3 separate regions of the Mus musculus genome follow, and regions 2 and 3 are each linked to region 1. A link is a contact called in public promoter capture Hi-C data. All regions are on one chromosome and are shown on one strand. Each heading gives the region's core, a stretch centred on a gene start, on an enhancer-like site or on the middle of the called end of the contact. The rest is flanking DNA. Distances are from core to core; before and after follow the strand shown. Region 1 holds the start of Mvb12b (multivesicular body subunit 12B). Region 2 overlaps Mapkap1 (mitogen-activated protein kinase associated protein 1). Region 3 overlaps Mapkap1 (mitogen-activated protein kinase associated protein 1).

Region 1 (3,101 bases), core at 244-2,743:
TTTCCCAAGGCAGCTGATAAGATTCGCCAGCCCTGTTAAAGGGAGATAGGATCCAACCAGCTGTCGGGAAACATAGGCGATTACCCCAACAAGGCATCACCAGAGACAAAGGCCCTGAAAGAGGAGCCTTGCCTGCTGTCTGCCAATGTGGCTGAAATCCAGGCGCTCTGGGTCTCCCGTGGGGGCAGGGAGTAGGGGCTATGGCCATTTGCCTTGGGCCTGCCTTGTCTTGCTGAACAGGTCGTTGGGGTCAGGGGACAGAAGAAACAGGCTGATAATTTAGGGACAGCTGTGTGCTAAAGACAAAGAAAACAAAGATGCTCCTGGCTCTACCTTATTCACTGTGTCTGTCTCTGAGGATGTGGTCCCTGGTGCGGTGCTAATCAGTCCCTTGGGCTTCACTTGCCCTGGCTGGAGTCATTGCAAGGGGAGGCTAATCAACATGCCCACCACGCTTCCTGGATGGCTGGTCACCTTGCAGACAGGTGCCCTACAGTTCGGGTGCCCCCAGGTAATGATGTCTGAGGGTCAGGTGCGCGCTCATCCGCACCCACGTGACAGCTGAGAGCCGGACCCCAGGCCAGGCGAGTCAAGGGAACTGTCCCCAGCGTGTGCCCCGGTGGAGATCGTCGCCCCTCACCTGGCTCCACCCTCGGAGCGCTGCTGCGACTCGAGTCCCCAGCTCGCTCCCGCCGCAAGGCCGAGCCGGAGCCCCCCGAGAGCCTGCGGCACCGCGCCGGGCGGAGGCCGCCCTCACGGGGCCTGTCCCCACGCGGGGCTGGGCGAGCCGCCCGCAGGCCTGGGCCCGGCCGGCTCCTCCCGTGCCCGCCCGTCCCCGCCCGTCTTCCCGCGCGGGCCTCACTTAACTGTTCCCCGCTGGGGCGGCGGCGGCTGCGGCGGCGGCGGGTCCCGGCTCCGTCTGACGCAGAAGCAGCTTCTCATCGCCCGGGCGGCGCGGGAGGAGCCGGGCCCGGGGCCCAGGCGGCTGCAGCCGGCGCCGCAGCTCGAGCGCAGCCTCCCCGGGAGCGGCGGCGGCGAGGGGCGGGGCGCGGCCTGGCGGCGGCAGCGACGGCGGCGGCGGCAGCAGCGGCTCGGGCCGGGGCCGGGGCGGGAGGGGCGTGCAGCCTGCGGCGGAGCCCGGGAGCGCACCGCCCTGTGGCCCCCGGTGCCCTCGGTCCCCGCCCCCAGTCGGCCTCCGCTCGGCTCTGCTAGGCCTCGCCGTCCCCCTCGTCCACCGCTCAGCCCAGCTGTAGGTCCCTGCAAGACGCTCTGACACCCAGGCCTGCAGGCCCGGAGTGGCCCTTTGCAGAGACGCCTTCCCACCTGTCCCTTGTAGGCTTGACTGCACCCCGGGGCGATCCCCTCTGCTCTGCCCACAATCCGGCTAACCTAATGCGGTGCAGCCGGGCCTCAGACTGACCCCACTCTCAGAGCAGGTCTCAGCTTGCCCCTCTTGCTGGGCAAATGATTTACCCACAGAGGCCTGGGGGCAAGCCTTGAGGAGGGATCTAGTGTAGCATGCCTGCCCTTGCAGTGCCTGGGGAAAGGTACAGAAGTCAGGAAGAAATGGAGCAGGACCCTCAGGCTGTAAGAAAAGGAGGCATCAGCAGCCTTTGATCCCTGAACCACCTGCCCCTACACAGCCAGGCCTGCAGGCCCTGGAGGGGACATGTGCTAAACGGGATATTTAAAACAGAGGATCACACGGTAGCCGGCTTGGATTTGCTCAGGCATCGGGACTCATAGTCACACATCCTGTGCTTTTCCAAAATAGTCAGCTCCTGAAGCAAATGGTGCCAAGCAGGCTGTCAAGGAAAAGATCCCGTGGGGACAATTCTCAAATGTGTGCATACAATCCAGGTACTTGTGTCACTCAGAAACACCACTGATCCAAATGGGTTTATAACAAGTCCAAACGCACCATAAGGAAACAGACAATCTGTGTTCTTAACTGGTACAGAGCCCAGCACAGTGGTGCTCCATTTAATTCCAGCCCTTGGGATGCAGAGGCAGGCAGATCTCTGTGAGTTCAACACCAACCTGGTCTACATAGTGAGTTGCCCGAAAGCCACAGAGGATTTGAAAAGAGACCTTGTCTCCAACAAAAACTTGCTACAGGCAAAAGAAAAAAAAAACATATTTCCAGGTTTATCATAACCCTGATATCAAGATCTAACAGAGATAACACCACCAAGAACTCAAGTGCAGAGTTCCAATCCCTAGAGACCTGAATATATGTGATTTTATGAAGAATGCTTGCTGTCTAACAAAGTAAGTGTTGTGTGACACCCATCTGTCCACCTTTGGGAGACTCTATGGACACTTCTGGGAAGTCCCATAGTAAGACAAGACAAACAAAAGCCTGGTTCATTTGTTTAGGCAGCCATTTCCCAGAATCATCTGGGCCAAGAAAACCGCTCTCCCCAAAGCCTACCCGTTAACTACCCATGATGAGAATCAACACCATATCTGACTGTACTGGTTGGTTTGTGTGTCAACTCGACACGGCTGGAGTTATCACAGAGAAAGGAGCTTCAGTTGGGGAAATGCCTCCATGAGATCCAGCTGTGGGGCATTTTCTCAATTAGTGATTAAGGGGGAAGGGCCCATTGTGGGTGGTGCCATCTCTGGGCTGGTAGTTCTGGGTTCTACAAGAAAGCAAGCTGAGCAAGCCAGGAGAAGCAAGCCAGCAAGGAACATCCCTCCATGGCCTCTGCATCTGCTTCCTGACCTGTTTGAGTTCCAGTCCTGGCTTCCTTTGGTGATGAACAGCAATGCGGAAGTGTAAGCCAAATAAACCCTTTCCTCCCCAATTTGCTTCTTGGTCGTGATGTTTTGTGCAGGAATAGAAACCCTGACTAAGACACTGACATACATCATACATACATACATACATACATACATACATACATAGCTGTTGCCTATTAAATAAAATTGTAGCATTTTCTGATCCACTTGGCTGTTAAAACCAGCTCAAACTCTTCTACAGTGGTTCTCAACCTGGGGTGGTGGGGTTCACATATTAGATATTTATATTATGACTCATAAGAGTAGCAAAATTGCAGTTATAAAGTAGCAGTGAAATAATTTTATGGTTGGGG
Region 2 (3,211 bases), core at 485-2,984, 590 kb after region 1:
AGTGAAGGTGCCTTCCACACTCTGTAATGAATTTTAAGACTGGAAGCCTCTCAGTATATTTCCTGAAAGAAATCATATTCTAGATATATTCCTGTTTGAATTTTTTTCTGGCACTAAAAATTATTTCTCAATTTAATTTGCTTTCAAAGGAATTAATATCTTTGAAAATATGCCACTAAAACAACTACGGTTGAATTCTAGTCAATCTCAAAAGAGAGTGACTTCGGGTCTTTAAAGGGAACTTGGAAGTAATTACTTAATACCTGAATTCCAGATGATGACATAGCATGTTTTGAGAGCGCTTCCTTGACCTAGCAGTCTGCACGGTCAGTGGGTCCAGCTCCCTCCTGAGCTCCTGCTCCTGAGCCTTGGTGGTGACGCCTCTGGTGTTTGCAGCTGGAGGCTGCACTAAGTTCTTTGTTGTTCCATTGTTTCCTTTAGGGTAAGTGAATAATTAAGAGGAACATCTTTTCTGAGCAGCTGGAGCCAAATTCCAGCTGACTACAGCACCTGCAAAGATGGCGCCTCAGCCTCTGGGTTGCAGGGTGGGATGCCAGCCGTGAGTCACAACAATGGGCGCCAAAGTGCAGAGACATGCCTATGCTGCACAGCTCCTGTCCTTCTGTGAGCTTCAGATGGCAGGAATATCACCGAATGCAAAGTGTCTGCTTTAGACTAATTAGTGGGATGATTTGTGAAATGGTGACTATTTATTTAATTAATCACAAGCACAAAGCCATAAAACCCATATTTTAAAAATCCCTGTTAGTTTGCCATGTGGTTAATAGATTGGAGCACATTAAAAAGTGACATTGTGATGTATTAAAAACGTTCCACCTAAGATCCCTTCAGGAAGGAGCAGAAGCTGTCTGTGTAGGTGCTGAGATGGGCCTGTCTGGTTTGACCCTTCTGAGGGTGGGTGCTGCCAGCAGCATTTACCTTTTGAATGGCGTCTGGATTAGAATAGCTCCTCCCAGAACATTCCAAAGGAAGGAATTTTGTAAAGTAACTCAAAAATTAGGATTGAACTTGATTTGGTAGTGTTTTTCTTAATGATAAGGACCTATAATTTTCTACAAATTACTTTGTATTGACAAAGCATAGGAATATCTCTTACAATACAATATAGGTCTTTTGCTTGTGTTTGTGGGTGAAGAGGTCATTTAATTAACAGAATACTAAATGCAAAAACATTTTTGTTGCAGCTGTCAGAACTGCATTGTTTGGCTCTAGTATTGCTTTCTGTCAATGGGAGAAAGGGTAATTGTTATACTTGTTTGGTTTCAGTACAGGTGAATTGTTGTTCAAGAGATGAAACTGCCATTAAAAATGAGAATAAATGACTTTAATTGTAACAAACTATGGGTGGCTTTTATAGACTCCATGTTCTAGTTGATTTTGAGTGTCAATTAGGCACAAGCAAGTATACCACACATTAGACGCCTCTGTAGGCGCCTGTGCAGTGCTTTTGTCCCATTCTCACACACAGATTATTGAAGCAGTCAGGTTTAGAATGCTGTGCAGCATGTCTGAGCCATGGGCTCAGTTTTCAGCCCCATTGAGGAAAATCAAACCGATTATTGTTCCTGCTAAGAAGCAAGGTTATTTACAGTGAACTCTGCTCTCCAAAGTCCTGCAGTCATGTGAGAACGCACAGCTCAGAGGATGGGGTGCAAAGGAAACTGACCGTCCAGCTCTCCGCCTGTGCTTCTGTGCTGGGCTGCACTATTCCCTGCTCTGTGAGGAGGGGACAGAATAAAACATGATATGTTAATGCAGCCTGGAGCTGGTGTGCTAGTGATGATTACAATGCAGAGAAAGCATTTCTCATAACTGCTAGTGCCTACTGGAGCCTTTGAAACATCTGGACTTTTAATTGAAAAATAGTGTGGTGCTGTGTAAGGCAGACATGCTAAGTGAAGTCACTCATTTGGAATACAAAAAGATAATTGATAAAGTGTTTTATTTACACTGTATTTAAGTATTCATACTTTGTTATGCTTTGTATAACAGGGAATTACTGGGTTAAATTTTCATGAACGTAGACACTCTAAAATGAGATAAATTAAGTGAAAGTATTAGTAGAATTTCCCATTGAAATCAGTGAACAGTTTGCTCCAGAAGGGTGTACACTGTTGCATCAGTTAGAACCTTCTAAAGAAGCAAAGAGTTCAGGCGCTAGTGGTTGATTTCATGTTTTGAAAGAACTAGCTTCCGACCTGGTAACACCATTACATTTTTTTCCAGTTACTGCAATCATATCTTGGAATTTTTGTTTTGTTTTGTTTTGTTTTGTTTTGTTTAAAAAAAAAAAAAGGTCCTGGCATAATGGTAAATGGTTCTAATGGCAGCATTATTGCCCAATAAACCAAAGCCTTCCCTACCTCTGGGGCAGGTTATCAGAGTCTGCCCAGGAGAGCAGAAGAGCTGGGGAAGGGCGTGCAATTAACCTTTGTCCTGCCTTCCAGCAGGGGAACTGACCCAGCAGCCTTCCGAGGAAATCCAATTTAATTTAAAATGAATTTGAAAAGACAAATTAGCCATATCTATTTTAATAAGATAAAAATCCAACTCTGCCAGTGTCTGGTTTAGTTAGGACCTCCAAGGAGATCAGACTGACTGAGCCTCAGGATGAGCATGGAGAAATGTCAGGGGCTAACCTAGACACCCTGGGGACCCGGGCACACTAGTGACTCTTCAGTTTCTACAAGCTAGCAAGTCTGGGCTGCCCCTTCCTGCAGAGGCTTGTAACCTAAGGAGCACTGTGACCACCTCAAGCCCCTAGCCGGATGGAGGTTGACACCATATGCTGCTGACCCTTCTCTCCAGGTGCCAAATTGTTATTTTCCTCCCTGGATGAGAGCACACTGGCATACTGCCACCTGGGTACCAGATTTACTAACAGAAAGACCTTATAATTACAGATTTGTCTCTTCGCTTAAGAATAGCTATCCTTATGATCTATGAGTTAGTATTGACTGCTGCTTGTGAAAACTGAAGAGGTTGCTACCAGCTTTTTAAGGGGCCTTATGTTCTTTTGCATTTTAATCCCAGAAACAGGATTACCAAGTTGCACTGTGCCCACCTGCAAGCCTCTCCACTCCCTGAGTATCTAAGGCAGCCCTTCCTCTATCCCTCTTCCTCCCTTTCTATCGGCAACCCCTAGTTTTGAAGTTGTGGTTGCAGCATTTGTACCCCTTGCTAGATAGTG
Region 3 (3,219 bases), core at 51-2,550, 640 kb after region 1:
GGCAGAGTGATGTCAGCTGATTCAGACTTATGTGCCAAGGCAAGATACGTGATGAGGCAAGACCTGTGGAGGACTCAAGATGTTTGGAGGACATATAAATAGGACTCAATGGCCTGAGAGAGGCTTCCTTGCAACGCTTCTTGGTCTCGCATCTTTGCTGATCTTTGCTTCATTGAGAGGGGCATGGCAAAGAACTTCTGCCATCCCCAGAGGTCCTTGTACCTCCTGCTGATTCGGCTGAGGCCTGGCTGCCTATCTCTGCTAGGTTGTGCCACCATTGCTGATTGATGTTTGCTATCCCAGCACTACTGAACTAGCCTGATGGTAATTGGTGAAGTGTTTGCCAGTGGCTCAAACTGCTGCTGCTGACGTCTAAACTGAAGTTCTGGTTTCCTGACAACACAGATGGGATTTGCTCCAAAGAACCATTTCTAAACCGGTTCACTTCCTCCATATCCTAATAACCTTTCTTTTCCACTACCTCTGGTGGTGAGGGGCTAGAAGGGAGGTTAAACATTTAAGAACCATTATTAAAAGTAGGGTTAAGTAAAACTCTAAGAGTACAGTTTCTATTTCAAAGTATGCTGTTTCCCTATGCCTATAAAGAAAGCAGCCATCTGTGAGCTTCTCTGACCTTCTCTACCACAGACTGTACATGTGTTAGGGACCATTTTGTTAAGTTCTCAATAGTTCCAAAATAGGATGAGTGTGAGTTTTGCCTCAGGATAGTTTCCTGATGCCTCCAGCCTTGTTTCTCTGAAATTATATGTGCTCTTTTAGGATTAAATGATTAAATGCAGGCTTCTTAACAGATTAAAATAGTGCTGGTCACATAGTAAATTTTCAATAAGCAGTAGTTGCTGCTGTTACTTCTGTGATTGTTAAATGGTGAATGCATATTATACAGATTTAAAAACTCTTTAATTCTCACTGAATTTCCCCCACATTGTGACTGAGTTTCTATTGCCTGCTGTCCCTCAAAGCCATTAAGTTACACTGCTTCTGAGTTTTCCTGTCAATTGGAAAGCTTTGAACATTGAGCCCAGAATGCTGACCTTCAGGGAGCTTTTGATGCTTGGATCAAAGGCTACTTGCTGACAGTGCCCTTAAATGATGCCACCAAGCAGCTCATCACACAGTTTCATGCCCGTAAGCTGCTTGAGTGCTGAGATCCATTCTTCCCACAGGAGCCAGAGCAGAGAGGGCTGTGTGAGGCCTCTTCTTTTGGGGTATGACTTGGGCCAAGGCAAACAGAAAGCCCGCATTAGGAAACAACTCCCACTGTTTGGCGCCCTCCAGTGCCAGGTGCCTAGCATCCATTGTGTGACAGTTCTGCAGGGAAGGGGCCTCACTGCAGCACTACACACACATACTTGTGTGTTACAGCATTACACTCACAGGGCACAGCACTTGCAGTCTGTATGCTTTCCTCCCCAATAAACTGCCCTCTCCCTTGGTGTCCATCTCTTGCCCTTTTCCTGTCCAGAGAGTTATGCTTTAGTATGAAGACCTATGTCCTTATTTCCTGTGTCTCCTGTCACCTTTGGTTTACTGCTTAGAAAAATACTCACTGTCCAGGACTAATGCTAGTGTCAAAATTCTGTGGTAAGTCTGACACTGTCACATAACTTTTAAAATCCCAGTGCTTTGGAGGCTGAGATAGGAAGGTCTCAAGTTCATTGCCAGACTATGTCTCAGGCTCCCTCCCTGCCCCAGAAGCCTCTTTGGTGACTGCATGGCTTTCAGAGGCGCAAAACTAAGCTCCCTGAGCTCGTTTTAAATGCCTGTGCGATCTTCACTGTCTTAGCAGACTTGAGAGGACCCAGCTCCGAGTTTACTGGCAGCAGCAGTAAGTCAGCTCTCTGACATGGAGTTTCATGATAGACCTGAATAAGGATCCCACCAGAGATGCAGAGGTGCTCAGTCGTCTGTGCTTGCATCCCCAGCATGCCCTGTCCTGAGCCCAGAATAAGACAGACAGCACACATCCTGGACATGCATCCGCATCCGATGCTCCCTTGCCCTTCCTTTTTTCCTTCCTTCCTTCCTTCCTTCCTTCCTTCCTTCCTTCCTTCCTTCCTTCTTCCCTTCCTTCCTCCCTCCCTTCCTTCCTTCACTGTTGTTTTCATTTTCCTCTCATGAACCCTGCTACCCTGGCTTCAGCTTGGAGGCTGTAAAGGAAGATGGAGAGCCGAGTTACCTCAGAATGATCACTATCGTTAACATTCACGGGTGGTTCACTTATCATTCCTGACTGCACAGACATGGCAGCCACGCGGAAGCGTCCGCAGGTGTAGCATGGTGATACATATTACATTGTGCCACAATGGATTTATGTATTCTGTAACAAAAGAAAAGTGTAATGAAAAAATACAGAAGGTGATTCTTTATTCCTCCACTACACAATTTATCAGTAAGGCCTGTGGAGGGAAGGGCCAGGGATTTCCTCTGCTTGCTTTAACCTTGTCACCCAGGTATGTTTTGGTAAAATGACAGAAAAATACAGACTGGGGATTTTCCTTTGCTTCAAACCTCTTAAAAGGACACTTTGAATTTATGAAAGTTAGTCCAGATATGAAACTGCCTGTTAAGCTTTTACTCTGCTCTTTGCTGAAAGAGTTGAGCATACTGGCTTGCAGTGATTTTATCAGCCGGCCAAAGAACGGGAGCCAATGCAGCAGTTTATAAACAGACAAACTCTACCATCGGTTAGGTAGCTGCCGGGTGGATGAGGGTTCGTGAGGCCTGGGCCAGTACTAGTTTGCAAATCTCCGAGAACTTGTGTTTCCTTTTGGCCCTACTCATCTGTCACCCAACATATTGTCACAGATGGAGGACATACTGACTTCTGAGGAGAAAGCTGGGGCAGGCAGATCTGAGTGTGGTTGATTGGCATTTGTTCCAATACTCACTGGCCTAGTGCCAAGGCAAACACCCGCAAGTTTTTAATGCACAAGGCTCTTTACATATCAGTACCCTTGCCAAAGTTTCACTTACAGCAGCTCTCCCAAAATAGAGTTTTTTTAAAAAGAGCTATTTCTTATTTTGCTTTGATCAGTAAAATAAACTTTTAAAGATTGTTCTGGGATGGGGTCCAGCTTCTGAGGTAAAGAATGGTTGGAGCTCAGGCATGATTCAGTAACAGAGTGTTGAGTAAAATTAGCTTGACAGCTCTCAGGCCTGCTGCTCGATAGCAAAGAACCTTCACCAAGTGAAAAT

The links. Promoter capture Hi-C pulls out the DNA fragments that hold promoters and counts their contacts.
Region 2: a contact with region 1 is called in a promoter capture Hi-C map of the SN4741 cell line, with 4 times the contacts expected there. The contact joins the enhancer-like site here to the promoter of Mvb12b in region 1. A contact is called at or near these places in 8 of 39 promoter capture datasets (the 3T3-L1 cell line, the SN4741 cell line, cranial neural crest and 5 more), 9 of 115 datasets of contacts at active chromatin or transcription factors (the SCID.adh cell line, T-cell acute lymphoblastic leukemia, astrocytes and 6 more) and 1 of 9 other capture datasets (embryonic stem cells).
Region 3: a promoter capture Hi-C map of hippocampal neurons shows a contact between it and region 1, with 9 times the contacts expected there. The contact joins the enhancer-like site here to the promoter of Mvb12b in region 1. A contact is called at or near these places in 12 of 39 promoter capture datasets (the 3T3-L1 cell line, the HPC-7 cell line, cranial neural crest and 7 more), 11 of 115 datasets of contacts at active chromatin or transcription factors (VIP interneurons, differentiating embryonic stem cells, embryonic basal ganglia and 7 more) and 2 of 9 other capture datasets (embryonic stem cells and embryonic trunk).

What each region holds. Positions count from the first base shown.
Region 1 is chr2:33,886,453-33,889,553 of GRCm38.p6, forward strand. Mvb12b (multivesicular body subunit 12B) reads right to left here and starts at 1,494. Exons shown (of 10, transcript NM_175184.4): 1 at 868-1,494. The coding sequence starts at 942.
Region 2 is chr2:34,479,912-34,483,122 of GRCm38.p6, forward strand. All of the region lies in intron 4 of Mapkap1 (mitogen-activated protein kinase associated protein 1), which reads left to right. Among named protein-coding and RNA genes, the nearest start is that of Mapkap1, 75 kb to the left of the region's middle. Within about 2 kb of position 1,735, at least 19 of the 459 cell types and tissues checked have an H3K27ac peak or open chromatin away from gene starts, as enhancers often do.
Region 3 is chr2:34,529,046-34,532,264 of GRCm38.p6, forward strand. The region is part of intron 6 of Mapkap1 (mitogen-activated protein kinase associated protein 1); the gene reads left to right. Among named protein-coding and RNA genes, the nearest start is that of Gm34178, 45 kb to the right of the region's middle. Within about 2 kb of position 1,301, at least 18 of the 459 cell types and tissues checked have an H3K27ac peak or open chromatin away from gene starts, as enhancers often do.